Regions from separate parts of the Rattus norvegicus genome. Here regions 2 and 3 are each linked to region 1. Evidence: chromatin contacts called from public Hi-C data. All regions are on one chromosome and are shown on one strand. The core of a region is the stretch at or near the end of the contact, and the rest is flanking DNA. Distances in the headings are between cores, read along the strand shown. Region 1 has its middle 210 kb from the start of Msrb3. Region 2 overlaps LOC108351467 (a long non-coding RNA gene). Region 3 overlaps Hmga2 (high mobility group AT-hook 2).

Region 1 (4,036 bases), core at 1,485-3,984:
ATTGCACTTATCACTAAGCCCAACGATCTGAGTTTGATTACCAGGACTCCGTGGTGGCAGGAAAGTACCCACTCCATAAATTGTCCTGACCTCCAAACATAGCTGGGGCATTCGAAGCCCTTCCCCACATTAAATAAATGTCACACATATTGAAATGAAAGTGACACGAGGGATGAAATGGAAGCTTCTCTAACAGACACATGTCAGCTGTGAGGTGCCTGTTCAGGGAAGGGAAGGGGTCCTTTTCACGGCTAGTCTCACTATGCTGCCCTCCAACACTGGTACTTGTTGGCAAGGCCTTCTGTTTCTGTATGGGCTTTTCCCCTGTGGAATGGCATTTCATCAGAACAAAGATGGAGTATAAGTGGTAGATCTCTGCCTACTAGTGAGATATCTCTTCTGTGTTTGGTGACAAAACCACATTCCAAACACCATTTTTTGGAAAATTATTCCTCAGTCTTCACCACTGGGCCCCGTGCATTTTTAGATCGGTGACACTAGTGTTTGGTTTCCACGCACTCAGAAATAGGAACTCTTTGTGGGTTGATGCTATTCTCAGCATGAGATTGCATTGTTTTAGCTTTTTTTATAACTCTCTCGGTGCCTGGGTCTCCTCCCCTGCAAAGTAAAGATGGCCCTCTAGAACTGCTGGGGGTGAGCATGCGCCATGCGCAACACTGCTTGGCAAAGAGCGAGTGCTCGGTAAACCAGAGTCACGACCGTCATCTTTACAACCTTTTTCAAAAGTTCACAGCAAGACCAGCCTCCCAGGAGTCAGGACATACAAAGAAAACAACTTACTTTAAATCGTGAGTGCGGGATGTGTGTTCTTGGGAGTGCCCGAGTTACAGGCAGTTATGAGCTGCGGGAAGTGTGGGCCGGGAACCAAACTGGAGTCCTGGGAAGATCGCTGTTGTGTGCAAAATGGCTGAGGCACCTCTGTAGCCCAGGAACTCGAGTTTTCAAGAAGCTGCATGGGATTCCATGTACAGGGAAGACTGAGTACTGCTACTGGAGCACTGTGAGGAAAGGGTTCCTAGGCCTCCTGTTTTCCACCCGGTCACTCAGTCTGGAGGTGGTTGGGAGCCTAGGGAGTACAGATGCTAAGGTGAGAAACCGAAGCTTGGAAAAGTAAGTCAGCTAGGGTATCTCCGTGCCTTTGGCTAAAACTCGGACGTTTATGAGTACTAGCTGATGTGTGGCTTTCAGGGTATCCACCCGTTACTGCCTGTCTACACGTGAGACCAAATGGTAAACAAACAAACAAACAAAACAAAAAACAAAAAAACAAAAAACCCACTAAAAACAAAAAACAAAAAAACAAAACAAACAAACAAACAAAAAACCTGACCCAAGAACTAGAAATCTCAAATGCTTCATATTGGCTCACGCCTGTAATCCTAGGGCCTAGGAGACTGAGGCAGGTGGATGGTCACACAGGTTCAAGGTCAGCCTGAGCTTCACAATGAGATCCAGACTAGACTAGCATATCACAAACAAACAGTGAAGACATTATCACAAACAGATGAGCAAGGAAAAAAATCAAAACAGAACAAGACAAACAAACCAAGTTGGAATCTGTGCCTTGGCCATTAGCCTGGCCCCATGTTGGAGACAGGACACAGAAGCTGACCAGAGGTCACAACAAAGGCCGGAAGACTGGACAATATCCATGCGCCTTTCCAAAGCTTTCCAACCTCTCTGAAGAGGCAAGCGATGATCACGGCAGATTGTGAACCGATTGTTTCATGAATCAACAGCTCGTCCTGTTGCCTCATCGCCCCACCCCCCTTTCGGGTTGGTGGTCTTTGCTTACATAAGCTGTAAAGCTTGCTGGAAGAGTCATGAAAACTTAATGTTGGTCTTTTGGCATTTATAATACATACTTATTACTTCAGTTTGCAAACGGTGCCCATGTTAACTAAGCATCTCCTAACACGTGAGGGTATCTGCCTTGTTTGTTTTGCTACTTACTTTACAAATGGATCCAACATGGACTCGGAACAAACCTGGAGATTAGGGACTGTCACTACCGAGTGTTTTTCCAGGGTCCTGACACCATGGCAACGGGGAAAGACCTTCTTTTGTTTAAAACAAAACAACACAAAACAAAACAAAACCTCAACAACAACAACAAACTGAACGTGATGGAAAACAATATGATATTTAGGCCATAGAAAAAACAAACTTGATTTTCAGCAAGATAATTTAATAATGTTTTCTTTGGGAAAGGTGTAGACTGCAGTTATCTGTTCTCTGCCACCACAGGCATTGGGGAAATCTAGGACTATACCTGCCCATGGTGAACCAAGACTGGAACCTGGAGGATGTAAGGCTGGCACAGAACCTGAGGCATGATTCCCGGATGAGAGTTTACATTCTTTACGAGAATGTGGTGTAAAAATCAAATCAATTGGAATTAGACTCGTTTATGTTTCTAGAAGCAACATTTTCTCCCCGTATCAAAACGTTGAAACGCCTGAGAAAATAGAAGTGTCTTTGTGGCTATGAACTTGAAATGAATGGTGGCGATTTTGAGATACACGAGACATTCCTTCATCTTTCTCATTCCCATAAGGTAGCTAACTTGGTAAGTTGACCTGTGAACCGTTAGGGACGTGTTCATAGACTTGCTGGGGCCTTAGGATCTGCATCAGCAGGGCACACTTCCCTAATGGAGTGTGGCTCTGTGGCCTCCACGGTGTTTAACTCCAGAGCGATATAACTCGGGCCCAGCAGATGGCGTCTGGCATCTGGCTGGTGGAGTGCATGCATGTGGGGTAGGAAGCCAACTTTTCTCAACCACAGGACTCCTAAGTTCCTTTAGGAGTAATTGTGTAACAGTTTGCTACGTTTTGTTTTCTTGTGTGTATGAGGTGTGTGCATCTGTTCAAGTGCATGTGCAGGCCAGAGGATGGCATCAAAATGTCTTCCTCAACCTCTTCTTCACCTTAAAAAAATTGATATAATTTCCAGACATTTATATGCTACATCCTGCTTAGGCTTCCTGCCACATTTCATGTCTTCCCCTTACTCCTGACCGTCATCCCACGTCCCGATACACTTTCACATTTGTTTACTTTTATGTCTTGTTTTGCTTTGATGACCCACTGGGTTTAACCAGGGCCATTTGTATAGGTGTGGATGTGAAGCCATCTGCCACCAGAGCATGGATGACTCAGACTATTGAAGGCAAGGCTTTCTGCCCTCTGGAAACGTGTAGTTCTAACTGTTAGATATCGTGCTTGACAACCCAGCTCTTGATGCCTGTGCTGTCTAGCCCACCTGTGATGCAGCAAACTCCATTTTATTGATTTCCTCAATGGGAAACATGGAAGACCTTCCCTTCTTCTCCAGGACCTGTCTGGGGCACCTCAAAAAACTTGTGTGATGCTATGAAGCAGAATCATAGGGCAGGGCAAGAATAGGTCCTGGGAAAGGAAGAGTGCCATCCCTTCTAGACCCAGAGCAGATGTAGCACGTACTACCCTCTACTTTGTGTCTCCCCGGGAGCTCACAATCAAACTTCCTGGAACCAGGGCAGAGCTCCCTGGAATACTTGCTGTGGGGTTATAGTAAAACATGCTAAAAGACATCTCTTAGAGCTTTGGAAATACATTGTCTCCACACATAATGAAGGAGAACTTTACTTCATTGTCTTGCTGTGATCCCAGCCCCTTGGCCATGACTGTCTTGAAGACTAGGTCTGTGGGTCTAGACTTTCTGGATAGAATAATAGACTTCCAGACATAGAGTAGAAGCTGCCATTCTGGAAACATTTGCAGTGCATTTTCTCTGCTTGTCACTTTAAGCCTCTCCTTCCTTTGGCAGAACTTTCCAGCCCTTCTTCCTTGAAGCTCAAAGCAAACATGTCCACATGAAGCTTGTATTTGGTGCCAGCATCCTCAGGCTACTCTACCTATGATCTGGGCTGGGTTCCTAAAACCTGGCCTCAGCCTCCCTCTTCCCTCAGTCTTCCAATACGTTGCTGAGTTCCTAGCAAGTCTTGATAACCTCACCATGGATTCTATGGTTT
Region 2 (3,735 bases), core at 354-2,853, 130 kb after region 1:
TGGACCACAGACCCTTGAACTGTACAAAGATTATTTCATGTCTATTAAGGCAGGCCTGCCTGTAACATTTCTCCTAGTGATTCAGAGGCACCTACTCTTAGAACTTGGAAGTCAGACGTCTGTACGTGTGCTCAGTGTTTGTGTCCATACAGGTTACAAACAAGCGAAGCTGCTGGACGGAGACTTGGGTTTCATTTTTTATCTCTAGTGACGGACAGAATCTGACACAGTTCTAAGAGTATTGGAGGAGACTGTTAAGATCACCATGTTGACTGGGAGTTTGTTTCCTTAAATATCTCAAGGTGCCTGCGTTGTTTGGCTGGCAAATGGTTGTCTTGATTTCTAAGTGGAGTTGATTTTCATCAGTAAGGAAAGATGCTCATTTCCCCCAGATGAAACAGATGAGGATGCAGAGTCCTGCTAAGACCTCCCCAAACCGCCTCTCACCTCTCCAGACACATGCTCTCCTCCTGGTACTGGGACCACTCAGCATCTTAACGGCATTTGCCTACAGTGACTCACTTCTCAGGGATTTGCAGGACGTCATGTGGTAAACAAAGATGCACACGGAAAGGACATGCTAAGTGACCTCAATTCCTTGCGTCTGGTCCACATCTTGTTATGCTTCTTTGATTAGCTGATAAGTCTCCCAGATGAAGCAAAAAAAAAAACTTTTTTTTTTTGAAAACTAAAAGGTCTCATTCTAGGGCAGGACTCACTGCATTCTGAATGAAGGTGGGGTTAATCAAGGGAAAAGGTAGGCTTCCTTTCAAATCGATGTGCTTTTAGGTGGAATCGATAAACTAAGAACTAAAAGGTACCAGTTATGTTTTTTTCAGCATGTTTCTGTATCTTAGATCCCCCACCCCCAGTGAGGCAATTCCTAAAGCTAGAGCTTTGTTCATTTGTCTGGTCAGGGTTTTTTTTTCCTCCTAAATATTTTTTCTATATAATCCCTCTCCTAGAAAAGCTTTCCATGGAGTTCTAAAAAGAAATATATATATATATATATATATATATATATATATGTAATTTGTAGAAAAATATATTTGTAGAAAAATATATTTGTAGAAAAATATATGAGAGAGAGAGAGAGAGAGAGAGAGAGAGAGAGAGAGAGAGAGAGAGAGCGCAAGTTTTATAAAAGATCTGATCACACTTTGAACTCATGGCTACTTCTTGAAACCATTCTGCCATCCCCCATTTCCTATCTTATGCTCTTACCCTCAGATGAGTGGCTTTGTTTTTCCTAGATATGCAGGAATGTAAAATGATAAACTTCCAAGGGAGGGGGAGGGGAGGTAGAGAGAGAGAGAGAGAGAGAGAGAGAGAGAGAGAGAGAGGGAGAGGCAACACCAGAGAGCCAGTTCCTGAAACAGGAGATGAAGCCCCTTCTCTTTTCCCATATTTTAGTAAGGTTTTGGTTTCGAAGCATTTGCACCCTTAATTTTGGAACTCATTATTTCAAACTCCAATAATCCTAAGAATGAAAACTGAAACTTCAGGATTTTTTATGGTTTTTAACTTGATCCTTCCCTTCACCTCCAAAAGGGCAAGAATGTGCCCCCAAGTAAGCCACAGTTATGGAAAAGCTTGATAAAAATGGTGACTGGTTTGTGTAGGCAGCAGTGGCCAGGGTGGCACGACCTCTCCTGCCTTCAAGTTTTATTGTATGAAATGTCCATGCCACCCCCTGGAAAAGCCGGCCTCGGTTTTCTAAGGCTCTTTTCATTTATCTTTCAGTCAAAAGGAGGGAAGTAATTTGCAAGGAGTTCAGGGTTGTGATAATGTACAGGGCTCATGCCTGAGAGAGAGTTCAGAACTACAAGGGGAAGCATTCATGGTTCTCCTCTGTAGGAGTGCAGAGGAAGCGGAGATTTACGAGGAGAGAGGGAGAGAGAGAGAGAGAGAGAGAGAGAGAGAGAGAGAGAGAGAGAGAGAGAAACTGTGCTTGCTTCCATAGCGACATGCAAGAGGGAATTAAAAATATGCACAGTGTTGTAAAAAAAATAAGTAAATAAAAATTTATATATATATATTATATATGGGAAGGTGAAGATAGTTGGGATAAAATGAATCAAACAACAAATCTTAATATAGATTGAAAATGAGAGACAATTAAGCAACCCTCCTTTGAGGGGGAACAGAATATTCTAAAGCAGAAAAGCGCAGAAATCGACGTGTGGGGTTGATGTGGCAGAAGCTGGGCTCATCTTGGAAATTTGGGGAAGATTGAATTTGTGATGTGCACACGCGCCTCAAACTCTTGCATTTAACCAAACAGCATGGAGGCCGTTGACAGGATGGTCCTTTGTTGTCTGCCCCACACTATGTATTACACCTTTCCCCAGAAACCCTGTGAGGCTCATCTGCTTTGAGCATCTCTTTCCTTCCATTCAGGTTTGCCTCCTCTCTGCTCCTCAGATGTCCGTTCTGCTTCTTACCTCAGGCTTCCTGTCACGCATGGCTCCAGATAGAGCACTATGGAAAAGGGGAGTGAGGAAATAGAAACGTCTGCTGACAGGAGGGAAAGCAAAGATGAAAGCCATTGTGTGCCCCTGCAGCAGAGGGAAGAAAGCCAAAGACTAGGAATGGTTAGGGACGTGAGCTTTTCAGAGGGAAGGTGGGAGAAGAGGAGGAACCCTCTGCCTATCATCAGGACTATGCTCAAAGTCCTGCCTCAGATTACAAGCCCAGGTTTTGATGGCCACACTCACCTCTAGATATGCTTGTGTGATAACCACGTCACTCACCAGGATGGTGAAGCCGGCCTCCTGCTCTTCTACGGGCCACGCTGTGACTTTTATGGCCATTCGTATTTCTTCTTCCTTTCACATGAGCAGCCTAACTCAGACCCTGGAGTCCAGGGAGACTGACAATGGGGTTGTGTAGATACAACCTTTCTGAGGCTCCCTGCCTGCTTCCAGAATATGGCACCTGGTTTCAGAAGGCTGGCCATATTCTTTTGCAATGTCTTCCAGGGACATGATTAGTATCTGATCTCCGGGCATGACGGTCATCAGCACAGCCATCGCTGTCAAAGGAGATGGCTGATGAATTTCAAAGTTACCCTGAAGTTGAAACTCTGACATCTTTAAGATGTCCGATATTTTGTTTGCCCCGTTGAGTTCATAAACGTGGGTCAGAAAAGCTCACAAGACAGCCCAGGACACCACCTGAGCTCTGAACTCTAGGGGATTAGAATGACTGGCAGTCATCAGCCAGCACCATCCCGTGGTGGTCCAAACACTCAAACACCATTGCTCCAACTGGTATCGAACAACGAAAATACACTCACCTCTCTGTCTAAGAACTCTCATGCTTTGGGAGAATGTGTCTTGATTTACGTAACTTTTAGAACTATGATTTGTGGATCCTCGTGATTCACTGAGTCTAAGTTGTGTCCCTGTGGACATTCAGTAGGGAGCCTGCTGTTCATGTCTAACATCCAACCAACATCTTAAGTATACTAAGCCAAGGCAGTTCCCCCAGACTGTATCCACTCAACTTCTCAAAAGCAAATATAAAAGCATACATAGAAAAGGCAAGTGTGGGGATTTAGGAAGTGGCTCAGTGGGTAAGGCTGCTTGCTGTGTAAGCTCGAGGATCTGAGTTCAAATCCCCCACACTAACTCACATAAAAATCCAGGCATGAGTATGCATTTCTAGAGCCTCAGTATTGGTGAAAACTGATTTCTGGAAGTTCACTGTTTTTAAGGCAGAACCATAGAAAAG
Region 3 (3,703 bases), core at 177-2,676, 230 kb after region 1:
TGCTGATGCTTTAAAACAAGTGCCCTCCGTGTTTTGTTTGCCTTCTTTGAAAGAGAGTGTCCCAGTGAGCATTAAAGACACATACACAAGCCTGCTAAAGGCACAATTTCCCAGTATCTGAAAAGCCTGGAGCTAATCTGGTTTACAAACTAAAACCCCCAGCTTGTTTTGCAGCCTTTGTGGAGTTGGATCAGAATGTTTCTGTAATGTGGGTTTTAAAGAACAAGCAAGCCTCCCAGATCGGGGCCACACAGAGCAGTGGCATGTTTCTCCTAGATGTCATCTCTGAAGAGGGTTTCAGGTTACATGGGACACCAGCCTCTAAGACCAGGGGAGCAAGCTTACTTTTAACAAGTCAGAACGATAATCGTGATCTTGCGCCCTTGCGTTAATGGTAAGAATTTTATTTCTCAATGGGCTTTTTTGTAAATGGGACAATGGTTTAAAACTTATCTTATTTGCCAGGCTCCCTCTCCCCCCTCTTTCTTTGAGAGATCTGTTTTCTTGGAGTTTAAAATGTAGGGATATCCTTTTTTAAAAAACTCCTTGAGTAGATTTCAGATACAGCTAGGTCACATCACTAGCCCCTAGGATGTAAGAATTAAACAGAAATACCTGATAAAGCCCCGTTACCTTTAAGGTTAATAGCAGTCTTCCTCCATTCCATGGACCACCCAGTTCCCATGAGAAAGGCTTCCTGTGTTTCATGTTCCTGTAATTCACTCCTGGGTAAACTATGAACTCTAAGCTGCTTCCAAAGATGAGCTCAAATGAGGCTCTCTCCCAGAGGACTGTGAGCCTTTACAAGTCCCTGCATACAGTCAGGCATTTCTTCAAAGTTTTCTTCTAGAGGAGACAAGTCAGGTATACTGGAATCATTTTGCCTTGTTTTGACTGCTTGTGGGATTGGACCAACTTGAAGGAAACCTTTGCCTTAAATCTTCTCTCTGATAGCTATGAAAAGACATTGAGCATCTTGTTTGGGGTAGGCACTTCCAGGTACCTTGATGTACCCCTCAAAGCTAAAGTTACCTGTACTTTGCTGAGGAAATCCAATTAAGGTTTTTAGGGACAGGTCATAAAGTTAGGATGTCAGAGAAAGGTTTTGGACCTAAGTTTTATAAAGTGCGAACCTTCATCCATGCAGGGGACAATTTGGGAAGATTGTGGTTTTCTGGGTGTCCCCAGCTTTCACTGACCTTAAAAATCCATGCTCTCATGACTAAAGGGGAGACAGTGCTCTAACTGAGGCATCCTTGGTTGACCCTGAACAAAGCCAGAAGCAATTAGCAACCTCAAATCTTATAGTTAGCTAAAGATCCTAAAAGTACTGAAATTTCTGTTAGCTTTCAGAAATAAGCTAAGTCAGTGGCTCTGGTAACAGAGCCCTCTCAAGCACTGGGAGGAGGGTAGTAGCAGTCTTGAGAGTCAGACAGCTGGGTTCAAATTTCAGGGCCATCACTCACTGGCCGTTGTGTATGACCTAACATATCTAAGGGTTTAGTTGCGCATCTGCAAAGTGAAGTCATGATGTTGCTGCTACAAGGCTGCTATAAGGATTAAAGTAACACATGTACCTAACTTAAGCCAGAGTACTTTAAATGCTTAATTAAATCAGAGATGATGCTATAATCATATAAAGCTTGTGCTAATGATGAATCTGGATTAACCTGTGGCTAGATACCTATGCCAGCTACCTATATGCAGATTCTCTCTCTCTCTCTCTCTCTCTCTCTCCCTCTCCCTCTCCCTCTCCCTCTCCCTCTCCCTCCCCTCATCCCCCCTCCCCCCCTCCGTCCCCTCTTCTCTCTCTCTCATCATTTGTATTCATCTATTTTTATTTGGTAAGTTGAAGGGGAAGGAAGGTTTCATTTGTCACCACAAGGCTCTTAATATCACATTTTAGTATCACTGTATCAAGATCCACTAGCTCTTCACTCAGGTAGCAAAACTAAATTGCAAAACAAGTTGTCCTGATTCAGTCTGCCTCCATTGCGTTTGCGTTGAGGGGGTCTTGGGATGTTTCTTTTATACAACAGTGTGTTCTCCGCTCTTTCTTCAGAAAAGTATAAACCTGTGCTTCTTATAGAAGGTAGATGGTGTGTGCGTGTGTGTGTGTGTGTGTGTGTGTGTGTGTGTGTGTGTGTGCGTGTGTGTGCGTGTGTGTGTGTGTGTCTGGTTGTATTGATGTGCTTGGGGAATGGAATGAGGGTGACTAAGACTAGTTACTTTATGAATGTTAATATTGGAATAAAGTAGAAATAAATAACTAATATCAGAAAAAATCTATGCAGTTTAGTCATGAAGCAAACTTAAGAGGAAGTGGATTCGTGTCAAATTCATGTTGAGTGTGGGATTATTGTTAATAATGCCAATCTTTAATTCGTTATTTTTCTGCAGCCATGGTTTAAATCTCTGACACATATCAGTGCTTTTCGTTGGTGTTTTTTTCATCCTCTCTCTCTCTCTCTCTCTCCCTCCCTCCATTACTCTTCCTACTTTAAGCTGAATGATTGACAGGTGGTTGAGAGCATAGGACAGGAAATTAATCATTCAGAAGTTGTCGGCTATTTATTGTTTCATATTAAAGCATTTATAAATTATTTCCTACACTCAGACTTGCTTCCCATCGCTTCTTGACCCTTTGGCTAAGACGAAGTATGGATTTGCTTTCCGTAGAATGCAGAGAGAACTGCTGGATGGTTTAAAATGAACATGTCAGCATTAATTTTTCTAACTGGTTTCAAAAGGAGAGTCTTGACCACTGAAGGAACATTCATTCTGTAAAATGTTAATTTGCATAAATTACAGGATGTGGGAATATTTCCTTTGTACAATCAGAAACAAAGGCGAAATGGATTTAACAAAAGCATCTTCATGAATTTCTGAGGGGGTCACTCCACAGGAGTCTTTCATGGTGAGGGGTTGCATAGATACCTCTTTATAGCAGCAAATAGTGAAGAAGCAGCAGCCGCTGAAGATCACAAAAGACGAAAAGACACATTCTTGATACCTCATCTTCAGTCCAGAACATTCTAACTGGAAAAGTATTCCTCTGTTCAGCGCTTGCAAATACTGCCAGGCAGGAGACTACATGGTTCCTTTTTTTCTCCCCCCTGTTTTGCAGAAAGCAGAGACCATTGGAGAAAAACGGCCAAGAGGCAGACCCAGGAAATGGGTGAGTAAGGAGTTCCCATGCTTAAAGGGAAGAGAGTGGTTTTATTTTCTCTATGGATGGTGTGAATTGCTAACTTCTGACTTGATGAAGCCTTGGAAGACCAAGGCCCAGGACCTATGATTAACTCCTTACCATTTGTCCCCAAGAATTTACAGCTTGTTTTCCCTGGAGGTGACTCCTTCCTTCTTTCTCTTTCCATATCAAAGGAGTCTTCCCTCTCCCTCCAAGAGTAACAAAGAGACGGTTTGTTTATGGGTTTGGGTAACTAGAGTTTAAGGTATTATGAACCTTCAGAAGTTGCCTACAGTGCTGATAACATTCAGAGGAAACATGTATGAGGTCATTTTTCAAAACTCCTTCTCTCTGTTTCCTCTCTGGCACTTCTTTTCGACTGGTCTTATTCCCTAGGTGGTCTGCGTGTTCTTGAGCACATTGGCGACTACAGGAAACAGGTGTAATTTCCAGTGTCCCGGCAAACCTTAATTATCATCCTACATAGGGACAAGAGAGGCCCTGGTGCCAGGC

What was found. Hi-C and Micro-C count contacts between places; a contact is called where the count stands out from the background.
Region 2: a Hi-C map of the A7r5 cell line shows a contact between it and region 1, with 4 times the contacts expected there. The contact joins two enhancer-like sites. A contact is called at or near these places in 4 of 12 Hi-C or Micro-C datasets (the A7r5 cell line, Schwann cells, kidney and 1 more).
Region 3: a Hi-C map of the A7r5 cell line shows a contact between it and region 1, with 4 times the contacts expected there. The contact joins two enhancer-like sites. A contact is called at or near these places in 3 of 12 Hi-C or Micro-C datasets (the A7r5 cell line, the Rat2 cell line and Schwann cells).

What each region holds. Positions count from the first base shown.
Region 1 is chr7:58,099,424-58,103,459 of GRCr8, reverse strand. No RefSeq gene overlaps it. Among named protein-coding and RNA genes, the nearest start is that of Msrb3, 210 kb to the left of the region's middle. Within about 2 kb of position 2,734, at least 4 of the 93 cell types and tissues checked have an H3K27ac peak or open chromatin away from gene starts, as enhancers often do. A contact at or near this core is called in the A7r5 cell line, where this site is marked.
Region 2 is chr7:57,968,994-57,972,728 of GRCr8, reverse strand. All of the region lies in intron 1 of LOC108351467 (a long non-coding RNA gene), which reads left to right. Among named protein-coding and RNA genes, the nearest start is that of Hmga2, 91 kb to the right of the region's middle. Within about 2 kb of position 1,603, at least 2 of the 93 cell types and tissues checked have an H3K27ac peak or open chromatin away from gene starts, as enhancers often do. A contact at or near this core is called in the A7r5 cell line, where this site is marked.
Region 3 is chr7:57,866,289-57,869,991 of GRCr8, reverse strand. Hmga2 (high mobility group AT-hook 2) reads left to right here. Exons shown (of 5, transcript NM_032070.2): 3 at 3,128-3,178. It overlaps LOC120093614 (a long non-coding RNA gene), which reads right to left. Exons shown (of 3, transcript XR_005487003.2): 2 at 2,938-3,116. Among named protein-coding and RNA genes, the nearest start is that of Hmga2, 12 kb to the left of the region's middle. Within about 2 kb of position 1,426, at least 1 of the 93 cell types and tissues checked has an H3K27ac peak or open chromatin away from gene starts, as enhancers often do. A contact at or near this core is called in the A7r5 cell line, where this site is marked.